Regions from separate parts of the Macaca mulatta genome. Here region 2 is linked to region 1. A link is a contact called in public Hi-C data. All regions are on one chromosome and are shown on one strand. Each heading gives the region's core, a stretch centred on a gene start, on an enhancer-like site or on the middle of the called end of the contact. The rest is flanking DNA. Distances are from core to core; before and after follow the strand shown.

What was found. A called contact is a pair of places that touch in the nucleus more often than the background predicts.
Region 2: a Hi-C map of CD4 T cells shows a contact between it and region 1, with 4 times the contacts expected there. The contact joins the promoter of H2AZ1 here to the promoter of LOC144340815 in region 1. A contact is called at or near these places in 6 of 14 Hi-C or Micro-C datasets (CD4 T cells, blood, cortical neurons and 3 more).

What each region holds. Positions count from the first base shown.
Region 1 is chr5:109,209,748-109,215,719 of T2T-MMU8v2.0, forward strand. LOC144340815 reads left to right here and starts at 3,540. Exons shown (of 4, transcript XM_078002026.1): 1 at 3,540-3,788. The coding sequence starts at 3,540. LAMTOR3 (late endosomal/lysosomal adaptor, MAPK and MTOR activator 3) reads right to left here and starts at 3,638. Exons shown (of 7, transcript NM_001257535.1): 1 at 3,456-3,638; 2 at 3,077-3,122; 3 at 1,107-1,141. The coding sequence starts at 3,085. DNAJB14 (DnaJ heat shock protein family (Hsp40) member B14) reads right to left here. Exons shown (of 7, transcript XM_015138877.3): 7 at 5,364-5,972.
Region 2 is chr5:109,266,980-109,272,951 of T2T-MMU8v2.0, forward strand. It overlaps H2AZ1 (H2A.Z variant histone 1), which reads right to left and starts at 2,659. Exons shown (of 5, transcript NM_001193550.1): 1 at 2,601-2,659; 2 at 2,093-2,170; 3 at 1,701-1,814; 4 at 1,238-1,367; 5 at 519-957. The coding sequence starts at 2,603. The coding sequence ends at 896.

The DNA.
Region 1 (5,972 bases), core at 2,290-4,789:
CTGATCAACATTAGAACTACTCAGTAATATAATAAATACTTCTGGTATTATTCTCTAATTCCTTTATACAGACAGCTTCACCATACCCAGTGTCACACACTATTATGACTTTCAGAGTACACTTAATAGTTAAAATGAGATCACCATTGTCTGAAACATTTCTGATACTTATAATCACAGATGATGTAATTAGAATCAATTATTGCTTTATTAGATCTCCAGATGAATAATGGGTATCTTTCTGGTGGGTTTATAACTTAAGAACATTGAATGTAATTTTGCTGTTTCTTCAATAAGAGATGCTAACACTCAAAAGAGGATTGTAAATCACTAAGACTTCTAAGTGAATTAACTGCACTATTAACTATTTCGTCATATCGCCAGTGTAGTGGGGTATCTCTGCATTCCAATTTGAGCACCCTTTATGCTAAGGTAACTACAGAAAAATACAGAAAGTCCTCATTTTGCACAGTCCCAATATGCACATTTTAGTTTGCATGGCATAATACCTGAATAACTGCATAAAGTAGTATAAACTTTTCTAATTCTTTAGTCTACAAATCATAACATAAATAATTACGCAACTAAGAGATGCACACTGTCATCAGTAACCAGCCACATCATTTCTTTCAAAGTATGTTGATGGTTGGTCACTGTGCATCTGTTATGCAGTTCGTGCAGAGATAGCAAAGCATGTAGTTTTGTACCTCCTTGTCTCCCAATGATAAAGTATGTGACATTTAGAAAAAGAGATAATAAAAAGAGGAAACTGGCCGACAAAGATGAAATACAGCAAAGAAATGAAAAGTAATAATGCTGGAAGTGAATTTCAAATAAAGAGTTATAGAAGAAACAGGTGACCAAGGGAATGCTGACACTATCCCTCTAGATACACAGAGAACTCAGTGAAGGCAAACTTATTGACATAAATGAGGAAAGCGGTTGTGACGAAAATTTTCCAGAGGACATGATGCTGGCAAAAAATATTCATATTAAAGGAAATCTCAGAGATACTTCAAAACATTGAAAATACACAGACAAAATACTTCATAAAATTAACATATGGCATATAGAATTTATTCAGTAACAAATTAAAAATTTCTTACCTTGGTAACTTTTTATACAAGAATCGCTTTAGGTCCTGAAAGAGAATATTAAAAAATCATGTTATAATAATAGGCCTTCCACTGTTTTCTAGATCCTGTCCTATCCAAATTTTAGGGACGTTCAGTTATCATTCATAACCTTTCTTGCTGTGTTTTATCTTTCTCTGTCTGATTTGGATGTTTACTAGTCATGCAACTTGGAGTAAGTTAACTAACCTTTTTTCCCTAAGCCTATTTCATTATTTGTTGAATAGGGCTAATATAGAACCTACATCATAAGAGTGCTGTTAAAGTTTTTTGAGAAGTTGCATGGATTAGCATACCTAGAAATGGGAAACACAAATACATTTTAGCCATAAAAATATATCATAATATTCATACTAGTGTTTTATATCCTGTTGCTATTGTGTTCACTTGAGAAGACATTATAAACACCTTTCCAGGTTCAAAGATAGACTTTCCACCATCATTTTAATGGTCTTGGGTAAGGTGATATGACTTCTGTAAGACTGCTGTCTCACATTATAAAAATATGCCTTCCATTGTTTCATTATTTGTTGAACTCACCTACTCAACAAATAATGAAACAGTGTAAGGCATATTATTATAACATAATTATTAAAATATTCTGTTTAAGGACCTAAAATAAATTATATATGACTATGTGAGGCAACAGTCTTTTTTTTTGTTTTTGAGAGGGAGTTTTGCTCTTGCTGTCCAGGCTGGAGTGCAATGGCGCAATCTCGGCTCACTGCAACCTCTGCTTCCCAGGTTCAAGCGATTCTCCTGCCTCAACCTCCGAGTAACTGGCATTATAAGCACCCACCACCACGTCCCAGCTTATTTTTTTGTATTTTTAGTAGAGATATGGTTTCACCATGTAGGCCAGGCTGGTCTCGAACTCCTGACCTCAGGTGATCCACCCGCCTTGGCTTCCCACAGTGCTGGGATTACAGACGTGAGCCACCACGCCCAGCCCAGACTTACAGAATATAAGATAAATGGCGAAGTGTGTCAAGTGTTTAACACTAAACACAGTTAAGACTAAAGAAATATAAGACTATTTTATTTTTCTAAGCTGGGGCTCACTGCAACTTCCAAGTTCTGGGCTCAAGCAATCCTTCCGCCTCACTTCCAGCATAGCTGGGACTACAGGGTTATCAATGCGCCTGGTTTTTAAATTTCTTTTTGTATAACGGGGTCTTGCTACGTTGCCCAGGCTGATCTTGAACTCCCAGCCTCAAGTGATCCTTCCATCTCGGCATCCCAAAATGCTGAGATTACAGACGAAGCCACCTCACCGGCCAGAAGATTATCTTATTTTGTCTCATTACACTCTCTCATCCCAGGAATTTCACTGACACTTGAGGTATCAATTTTGACCTCGCATGGATTAATCAGGTATCTGTTGTTTTGAGCCTCCAACACTTACTATTCTCCAAACCCGAATGATCATTTTATTTCATGTTATGACTATTGGCTTATTTTTGCTCTCATCCTACACACACACACACACCCCTCATTTTATTTCATGTTATGTTTCTAAAGAGGCATGGGTTAGAAATCATCGTAAATTGCCACAATAAACCTAATAAGATATTGTTACCACTTACTGGAAAAAAGTATTCTGGGTACATGTCCTACTGACCAAATTCTGACAGGAAAAGCAGCGAACCATCATTCAGAATTTCAAATGGTAAATACACAGAGCCTCTCTTATACCCCAGCTGGATTGGTGAGGAGGGAGAATATAATTTTCTCAGTCTCAAGCACCTTAGTGTCCTCCACCCCCATTCGAGGCAGAAACTCAGGATCCTGCAAATTCATTCATATTAGTCTCCCATTTCACATACAAGAGAAAATAATTAACTGGGATGGGTGGGGATGGGAGGATCTTCTACCTCTCCCCGCTCAGTATTCCCCTCCAAATTCCCCACTCTCCCTTCCTCTTATGTGGGGGTGTCACTCACATCCGCCATGATGAACCCCTTTCTCTCGCAGGATCAATCTCCACGCCTGGAAGAGAAACTCCCGGTGACTCTTACCTCTTTGGCTTCCTCGTCCTCCCCACCCCCAACTTAATAAGCAAGATCAGCCCTGGTCAGAACCCGGCAAAACCCCCGCGGTTCTAGGGCTTGGCCCAGCGAGCCCAGTGGGAGTCGGAGTGCCCCAACACCCCCACGGGTACTCAGCTGGCACGCCTTGCCTCAGCCCACCCCATCCCTGCCCCTCCACCCCAAAGAGCTAGGCCCAAACAAAAGAAGAGGGGGCCCTCTCCTTCTGTTTAGTCTCACCACCCGCGCCACCTCCGGGACTAGGCCTCAAACCAGGCAAAGTAGCGCCAGTTACCTGGGGTTTCTGGGTTGCCTGGTTCTCTCCGTTGTCACTTCAGGGACAGCTTTAAAGACAGGTTCCTCCTCAAGCCACCGTCACATGATTGATGACCTCTTCGGCGCTCCGGGAAGCACTTTCTACGCCGTCGCCCCACGATACTGGATTTCCGGAAGGGCCTGGCGGAAGCTTCGAGGGCGCGGCCGCCCGACGCGCCCCGCCCCTCCCCCGCCCACCGCGGGCCGCGTCTTGCGCCTGCGCCTTGTGTCACGGGCCGAGGGACGTCAGCTGTGGGGTAGAGGATTTGTACGAGATCGCTGGACCCTGAGGACCCCAGAAAATGCAAGCAAGGTTATGTGTTACAAGACATTCTTGTGCAGAGAGGGTGTATAAATGTCATTAGTTTTTCAGGGTCCGTTATCTTAAAACCTTTTCTTGTAGATGAAGTAATTTGAGGGGATGGTGTGATGAGCTGAAGAGCAAGCAACAGATTGCCTGTGATTGGAAGTATCAGGTCCACAGGTTTCTGACTTGTTTCCTAGGTTCTTGTGACTTCCCCATGGGTGCTCTTTACTCAAGGCCTTATCTAGATTGAATGGGGAGGAGCCATGGGTTTTCTGGAGCACTTCAAGCGTCTACTTTTAACATGCAGACACGGGATTACGGGTACTTTCTATGTTCCCTTTTACATCAGAATTTTTAAAAATTAGTAAGGTCTCATATAATAAATAATAATTGGAAAAAAAAAAAAAAAAAAAAAAAAAAGCCTTGCCGGGTGCGGTGACTGACGCCTGTAATCCCAGCACTTTGGGAGTCCGAGGCGGGACGATCCTTTGAGCCCAGGAGTTCCACACCAGCCTGGCAAGATAGAACCCCATCTCTACTACTACTACTACTACTAATAATAATAACAACAATAAAGAATTAGCCTTACGTGGCGTGCGCCAGGTACTCCGGAAGCTGAGGCATGAGGATCCCTTCAGCCCAGGGTTTGAGGCTGCATTGAGTGGTGATCGCCCCACTGAACTCCAGCTTGAGTGACAGAGCGAGATGCTCAAAAGAAAAGCTTCTTTAGAAATCACATCCTCTTTCAGCTACCACCCTGTTTTTCCTCTACTCCCTTTCATAGCCAAATTTTCAGAAAATTTTAGCCTGGTTTTTAATTGCTGCTTGCATGTCACAAATCTAATCAGAGTTCTGTTGATTCTACCTCCTATCTTTGAAAACTAGTCACCTATCTATGTTCGTACCCTAGTGCAAGCCATGATCATCTCTCTCTTGACAATAACCTCCTATTCTTCTTACATTCTCTTTTGCCCTCCAGTCTCCATAGAGCAACAAAAATGATGTTCTAAAAACCCAAATCGGATCATTTAACTCCTTTCTTGAAAATCAACTTTATTATAAAGTTCAATATCAGCATCATGGTTTATATATCGTTCTTATGGGGATCTGGCCCCTATATTGATTCTCTCACCTACCCTGGATTCCTTATGCTATGATCATACAAGTTTGTTTCCACTTCCATAAAGATTTTTATCACTTTACCAACTTAGCACATTCTGCCTGAGATATTTCTCTAGCATACCTTAATCCTACTAATCTCTTCTTTTGCCTTTCAGCTTAAACTCACTCTCAGAGAAGCCTTTCCTGACCCTCACTGAATAGTTTAGGCCTTCTAGATAAATGCTTTCATTGTGCCCTGTAATTTTCTTTGTAGAATTTATCATAATTATAATTATTTACTTGATATTTATTTTCTTTGCTAGATGGAAACTCTAAGGTTTTTGTCTTTCTTATTCAATGATTGATTCCCAGCACCCAGCTCACTGCCTGGGATATAGCAAGCATTGATACACTTGTTGCCTAGTTGAATGAATGAAAGAGTGGCCATATTAAGAGTATAAAACATGATAAAAACAAACATTTTACAGTGAGAACAGACCTTTTTATTAATATATTGAGATAAACTACAGAGACTGAAAGACAAAAATTCATATTTCATTCAGAACATTCATTAAAAATCAAATGCATTTACTTTGCGTTCTCACAGAAAATTTTATTTAAGTCTGATATAACATTAAATATTTTACAAATCAGACATTTCATTTTAAAATCTAATTTATAATCCTGAATGCATTATAGACAAAGTAAGCTCTCCTTTACTAGTTTCATTTAACTTATACAAGGCTTCCATTATAATTCCATCAAACCTTAAAAATTACCTGCAGCTTTTAAAAATACATAAAGTAAATGGAAAGAAAGTCTTATGCAGCAATCCAAAAACCAAAACCAGAAATTGGCAAGAAGCATTTCTTAATACAGATAAACTGCAAAATATCATTTATGTGTGTTTCTTTCTTCTCACTGGTTTAATCATCCTATTCAAAATAATTCTTTTTGAAACTAATAATTACAATACTCCAATGTCACTGAAAATCTCTGATTTTAATTGTGTACTTAAATGGCAAAGTAGAATATCAGATTGAAATGTACAGTCTTGTGCTGAAGTGAATGAGGCTTGCCATGCCAGGT
Region 2 (5,972 bases), core at 1,409-3,908, 56 kb after region 1:
TACAAAATGCTGTGAGCCAAGCTGTTAATTCCAACTACCACCAGAACTCGGTACTTTCAAATAAGAAAGCCTGCTTCTCTTCAATAAAATGGAGATAGTATATCCCCAATGATGTTACTGAGCACTTAACAATTTCAATTTCAGACTTCAAAGCAGGGCCTAGCACGTAGCACTATTAGCTTCAGAGTTTAAATTCGGAGTTCATTATGTGGATATACAGGACATTCCTACCTATTCTCTCCCTCCCCAAGTCCACCACACTAACAGCATACTAGTGCAGTGCTGTCACACAGCAAGCAAAGTCAATGCACAAACTGAAATGCTCCCACTCCAGCTCCTGACAACTTTTTAAATTAAAACTTTAGTAGCTTATTATATAACATTAAAAATATATACTTGGTCTATCTCACTTTGTTGATCTAGATTTGACAGGTCAGTCACAAAGAAATGTGCTTAGTTATTGCTGCTAGATATTCAAAACAAATTCATATTACAATCAAGCCAATTTAATACACAACTAGTTTGGGATATGACCTTTATTGAGCTTATCCACCAGAGTGGAAATAATGTCTGTACAAAACCAAATGTTTGTTACTATAACTTCTGCATCACAATTAAAATCCAAACAGTTTTTTAAAAACAGTCAACTCAATCAAAACCCACTACTTCAGAATCAATAGCTTCTTTGAAGCCACAGTAACACTTAAATATGGTTAAGACTCGAATGCAGAAATTTGGTTGGTTGGAAAGCTAATTAAACTTCCAACTTGCTCAAATAGAATTACAAAAAGGCAAAATTGTGTTTTTCACAGAGATACAGTCCACTGGAATCACCAACACTGGACAGCTGTTAGAGTATTTAGAGTCCTGAGATAACAAGGAATCCAGGCATCCTTTAGACAGTCTTCTGTTGTCCTTTCTTCCCAATCAGAGATTTGTGGATGTGTGGAATGACACCTAGGAGAGTGACAGGAATTAATTCTACTTAAGATTTTTTTTTTAAAATCACAGTATTTGAAACCAAAAAAAGTATACTGTTCAAGTATCTTTAAAAACGTGCAGCTCAAGTATGAAGTAAAAATTCAGTTATACATATGAATCAAATTTCATGATAAAACCATACTTGCATCAATGAAAATATACTTAAATTTTCTCTTCTAGAAAAACTAATGAAATTAAAGCAGCAAAGAATTCCTTCCTCTGAAGAAATTTTTAAAAATTTTAGAAGTTAACATACCACCACCAGCAATTGTAGCCTTGATGAGCGAATCCAATTCTTCATCTCCACGAATAGCAAGTTGCAAGTGACGAGGGGTAATACGCTTTACCTTTAAGTCTTTTGATGCATTTCCTGCCAGTTCAAGTACCTAGAAGGCAGAATCTAATCAGTTCCCTTCCAACTTTCCTTTGGCCAAGATTCAGAGAACAGAATAAAACCCTCACAAACGCTTATCTACCAACTGGAGTCGTTCCCCACTATCTGACTGGCAAGATATACAGGGGGCACGCAATTTTAATTCCAAGAGCAGAGAACTCAAGCTCAGTAGGATCCTTGTTGAACAGCAGCTCCCTCTAGCGTTCTCTTAGGCCTCTCGCCGCGTTCAGGGCCTGTGAGTTTTCTTGCATCACTTTCCTCCTTCCCTCTTGCCGTCTCCCCGCCCCCCAAACCTTCTCCGGATTATAGGCGTTCACCCATTTACCTCTGCGGTGAGGTACTCCAGGATGGCTGCGCTGTACACAGCGGCAGTCGCGCCCACACGTCCATGACTGGTCGTCCTAGATTTCAGGTGTCGATGAATACGGCCCACTGGGAACTTAAATTTTAAGCATACACAAACATAAATGCACAAAAATAGGAGAACTAGAGATGGGGAAATTATATGCGCGCCAAAGCAAGTGGCACGGGCGCAGCAACGCGTCCCGACATCGAAACACGTGATTCCTCCCCCCCATATTTATCGTATGGGCAGCCCAAGTCGCGACACCGCATCACCCACGCATAGACGAAACGCCCATGGAGAGCGGTGAATAACAAAAAAGGAGATGCAAAGAAAAACATCACGACTCCCAGACCGCACGAACAACTACTGACCTGCAAGCCGGCTCTCTGCGAGCGGGAAACCGCCTTTGTCTTGGCCTTTCCGGAGTCCTTTCCAGCCTTACCGCCAGCCTGCGGCGCGCACACGCCCGCGAGCGGAGGAGGAACGGAGAATATAGAATTACCAAGGCGGCGCGCCCATCCCCCACCGCGGCGCGTCCCGCCGCGAGCGCGTCCCCGCACCCCGCCGGGGTCTCTGGCCCGCGGCGCGCCGCAGGGGCGACCCCGCCCGTCCGCCCCCCGCCGCGCGCTCGCCGCGGCCGCGCGCCTCCGCCCGCCCGCCGGCCCCCAGCGGCGCTGCGCGCGCCACCCAACCGTCGCCGCCCGCCGCGAGATCCGAGGCTGCTCCGCTAGCAGCCGACAAAACACCTCCCCCCGCTCTTCTTAATCCTGTCTCCGCGCGTTCCCAACCGTCGCCACTTCACCCCCATCCCCCGTGTAACGGGTTTTTCTCCCGCCGGCAAAAACCCGCGAAGTCATCGAGCGTCTCTGCGAAGTTTACCATTTCGAATTCTGCTGAAGCTCAAGCAAGCAAGGCAGAGAAAAGGCTAATCGGACCCACGGTGAGATCCCACCACCTACTCCTTCGTCGCACCGCGATTCAAACTGCGCTGTCTCCCGCCTTCCCTGCTCCCTTTATACTGCAGAATGTTCCCTCATCCGGGAACTCGGATTGCTCATCCCACCAATGGCTGCCACCCGCCCTCGGGACGCGTCCTTGAGACTTCAGCCAATGAGCAAGCAAAGAAAAGGGTGGAGGGGCGGGCGCTTCTAAGCTCAAGCCGCGATTGGGACGTGAGGAGCGAAGCGGGGGAGGGCGGAGGGATGGGAACGGGGGAGAAGAAGGGCACCGCGGCGGGAGGGAAGAAACAGAGCAAGCTACTCTGCGGGAGCGCAGTTACCAGCCAGCTGCGGTCACGTGCCGGGGAGGAGGAGCTGAGACCTCAGGGGAGGGGCGCGCGGTAGCGCCCCGGGTCCCCTAGCAGGGCTTTGGAGACCACGTGAAGTCTCGTCCGTATCTAGCACGCAGCCCCCACCGCTCCCAACCCCACCCCCAGCGCCTCTCGGGCGGAGACCTGCGACCTGCAGCCGCCTTCCGGGGCCCCGGGCACCCTCTCCCGACCCTCTCAATCCCTGGCGGCTCTTCCAGTCTGACAGGTGGCGCGAACGCGTCCAGTGAGGGGAGGCTGAGGTTTGCCCTGACGCCTTCCTCAGCCTTAGTAGAGATTCCGTGTTTCTTCCCTCTAGGCGAATCCCCAGTCACCAACAACAGATCAGGACGGGTTGCTCCCACTTTATTTTCAGCCGGGTCTTCCACCTCTCCCTCACTACTTATGAAATCCCCCACGGAATAGTTCTGTAACAGCAAACGGTGAAGCCAAGTCACCTCACTGGTCACGAAACCCTTTTTGTTTACACTTAAGGAGCTTCTGGCGAGGCAGTATTCTTAAATCATAAACCGTATTTTTTGGAGACTACACATCAATGAGTTGTACCTGTAGCCTGATGTGTAAAGCTCATTTAGTGAAACCTCAGAGCTATTATGTGTCAACTTTTCTACAATAAATATTTTGCCACATGACAAATGTTCGGCAAATGTCGACGGAGTAACTCTGACATGATTCACAGGCAGTTACAGAGGGTCGGTGCAATGCAATCAACTGCAAATGATGAGGTTAAAATAATGATACTGTACACACAGTACTATCCTTCCAACTAGTAGATTATTAACACCTACGTATATCTCCAGCTGCTTGGGGACAGTAGTGTCTCAATCTCATTTGTAGTGTTTTAGTGCATTATACTTTTTAACATAACTGAATAGTTTCAGTGTGATGAACGTTTTGAAACATATGCTCTAGGCCAGGTGTGGTGGCTCACACCTCTAATCCCAGCACTTTGGGAGGCTGAGGCGGGCAGATTATGAGGTCAGGAGTTCACGACCAGCCTGGCCAACATGGTGAAACCCCATCTCTACTAAAAATACAACAATTAGCCAGGCGTGGTGGCACCCACCTGCAATCCCAGCTACTCAGGAGGCTGAGGCGGGAGAATCGCTTGATCCCGGGAGGCAGAGGTTGTGGTAAGCCAAGATCACGCCACTGCAGCCTGGGCAACAGAGCAAGACTCCTTCTCAAAAACAACAACAACAACAAACATATACTCTGAAGTACTTTAGATTGGGTTTCAATTGGAAAGATTTTATTGAATCAGAGGACCTCCCAATTTCTGTGAGATAAATTCTAGAGAAGAACTTCCCAAGGATTTTGACATTGAGGTTTATTATTTCTTGGAACCAAGGAACTGTTACGATGTCGATAGCAAGAGTTCATGAACCGTTTTCCTACTGATGATGTAATGATGATATATTAAGCTACAAAACCTGATATAATAGTTAACGATGGCTCCAGGGAAGCTTTGTGATATATAACAAACCAACATTAATGCCATGTCTAGTTTAGATAATACTCTGCCAGCTCTTTGCTGTGAAGCCCAACAAAAGGAATTTACTGTTGCCTCGCTGAATAGTGGTTAGAGGATGAACTCAGAAGCAAGTAGAGATGAATTCTGTTCTGCCTCCTCCTCACTGTGTCATCTTAGTTACTAATCTTTCGGAGCTTGGAGTTCCTCTTCTGTGAAAAGATAGTATCTATTTTCACATGGTTGAAAGATTAAGGGAAAAGGTATGCAGTGTACATGGTAGCATGTGTTTGGCACATAGTTAGCCCTCAGTAAATAACTGCTATTATTTTCTACATTGGATGGTGGAGAGGGATGATATAAAGTATCTTTTATTTCTATTCAAAAATCTTTTTTGCTATTTGGTGTATTTTCTTTCTTCGATGTGGAAGCAGCAAGCTTGAAACCTGCCCAAAGTATACACAACCAAGTCATCCAACATCCAAACTAAAATCCGAAATTGGTTTAATAACTCAATAGCTTTCCTTCAGAGAACAGGACAGTATTACTTTCTGCACTTTTCTCAGAGTGGTGCGATGGTTTCCTACTCTCTTTCCTACCCCCTGGAAAAGGTACGATGCAAATATGTTAATATTCTTGGTGTATCTTTCCAGTTCTTGTGTTAATGGTAATACGTGTATATAATATACCTAGCCAGAGCTATGTAATTATTTTTGTTTAATGCCATACCCAATTAGTTCTCTTGCCATAAAAAATATGGGATGTCAGGGCAAGAGGATCACTTCAGACCAGTCTGGGCAACATAGTGAGACCCATCTCTACTAAAAATACAAAAATTAGCCATGCATGGTGGCCCCTGCCTGTGGTCCCATGTACTCGGGAGGCTGAGATGGGAGGACCACTTGAGCCCAGGAGGTTGAGGTTGCAGTGAGCCATGATTGTGCCACTGAAATCCAGTCTGTGTGATAAACTGAGACCCTGTTTCAAAAAAACAAAACAAAATCCTAATAGGAGGTAGGCGAACCCACTATTATTGAATCTTTCCTTAATAGCCTTTTCCTAACTAATCTAGATTTTCCACGACTAGTTACTATCTCCTCTGAAACACTAGCATGTATATTAACTACTGTTGTTCTTGTCTTTTTATGTAGAGAATTTGAGACTCTTACACTTGGGAATTACAAATTTCTCAACTACATCTTGCTTTAAAAACCTATTTTTAAGAAAATATGAATAAGTTCCCCAGTTATTTCCAAGGATATTAGCTTAGATCAAAAATGGCAAAATTCTTCTCATGAGGAAATCCACATTAGAATCTTAGTTCTCTCTACCTAGGGCATCTAGGAAAAATATGTGCCTTCAAGGATTCACACAGCTGTGAATAACTGAGTTCCAGTGTGGTATTATGCAAAATATTGACCTAGAGTAAAAGAATTAGGGTTGAGTTTGGGTA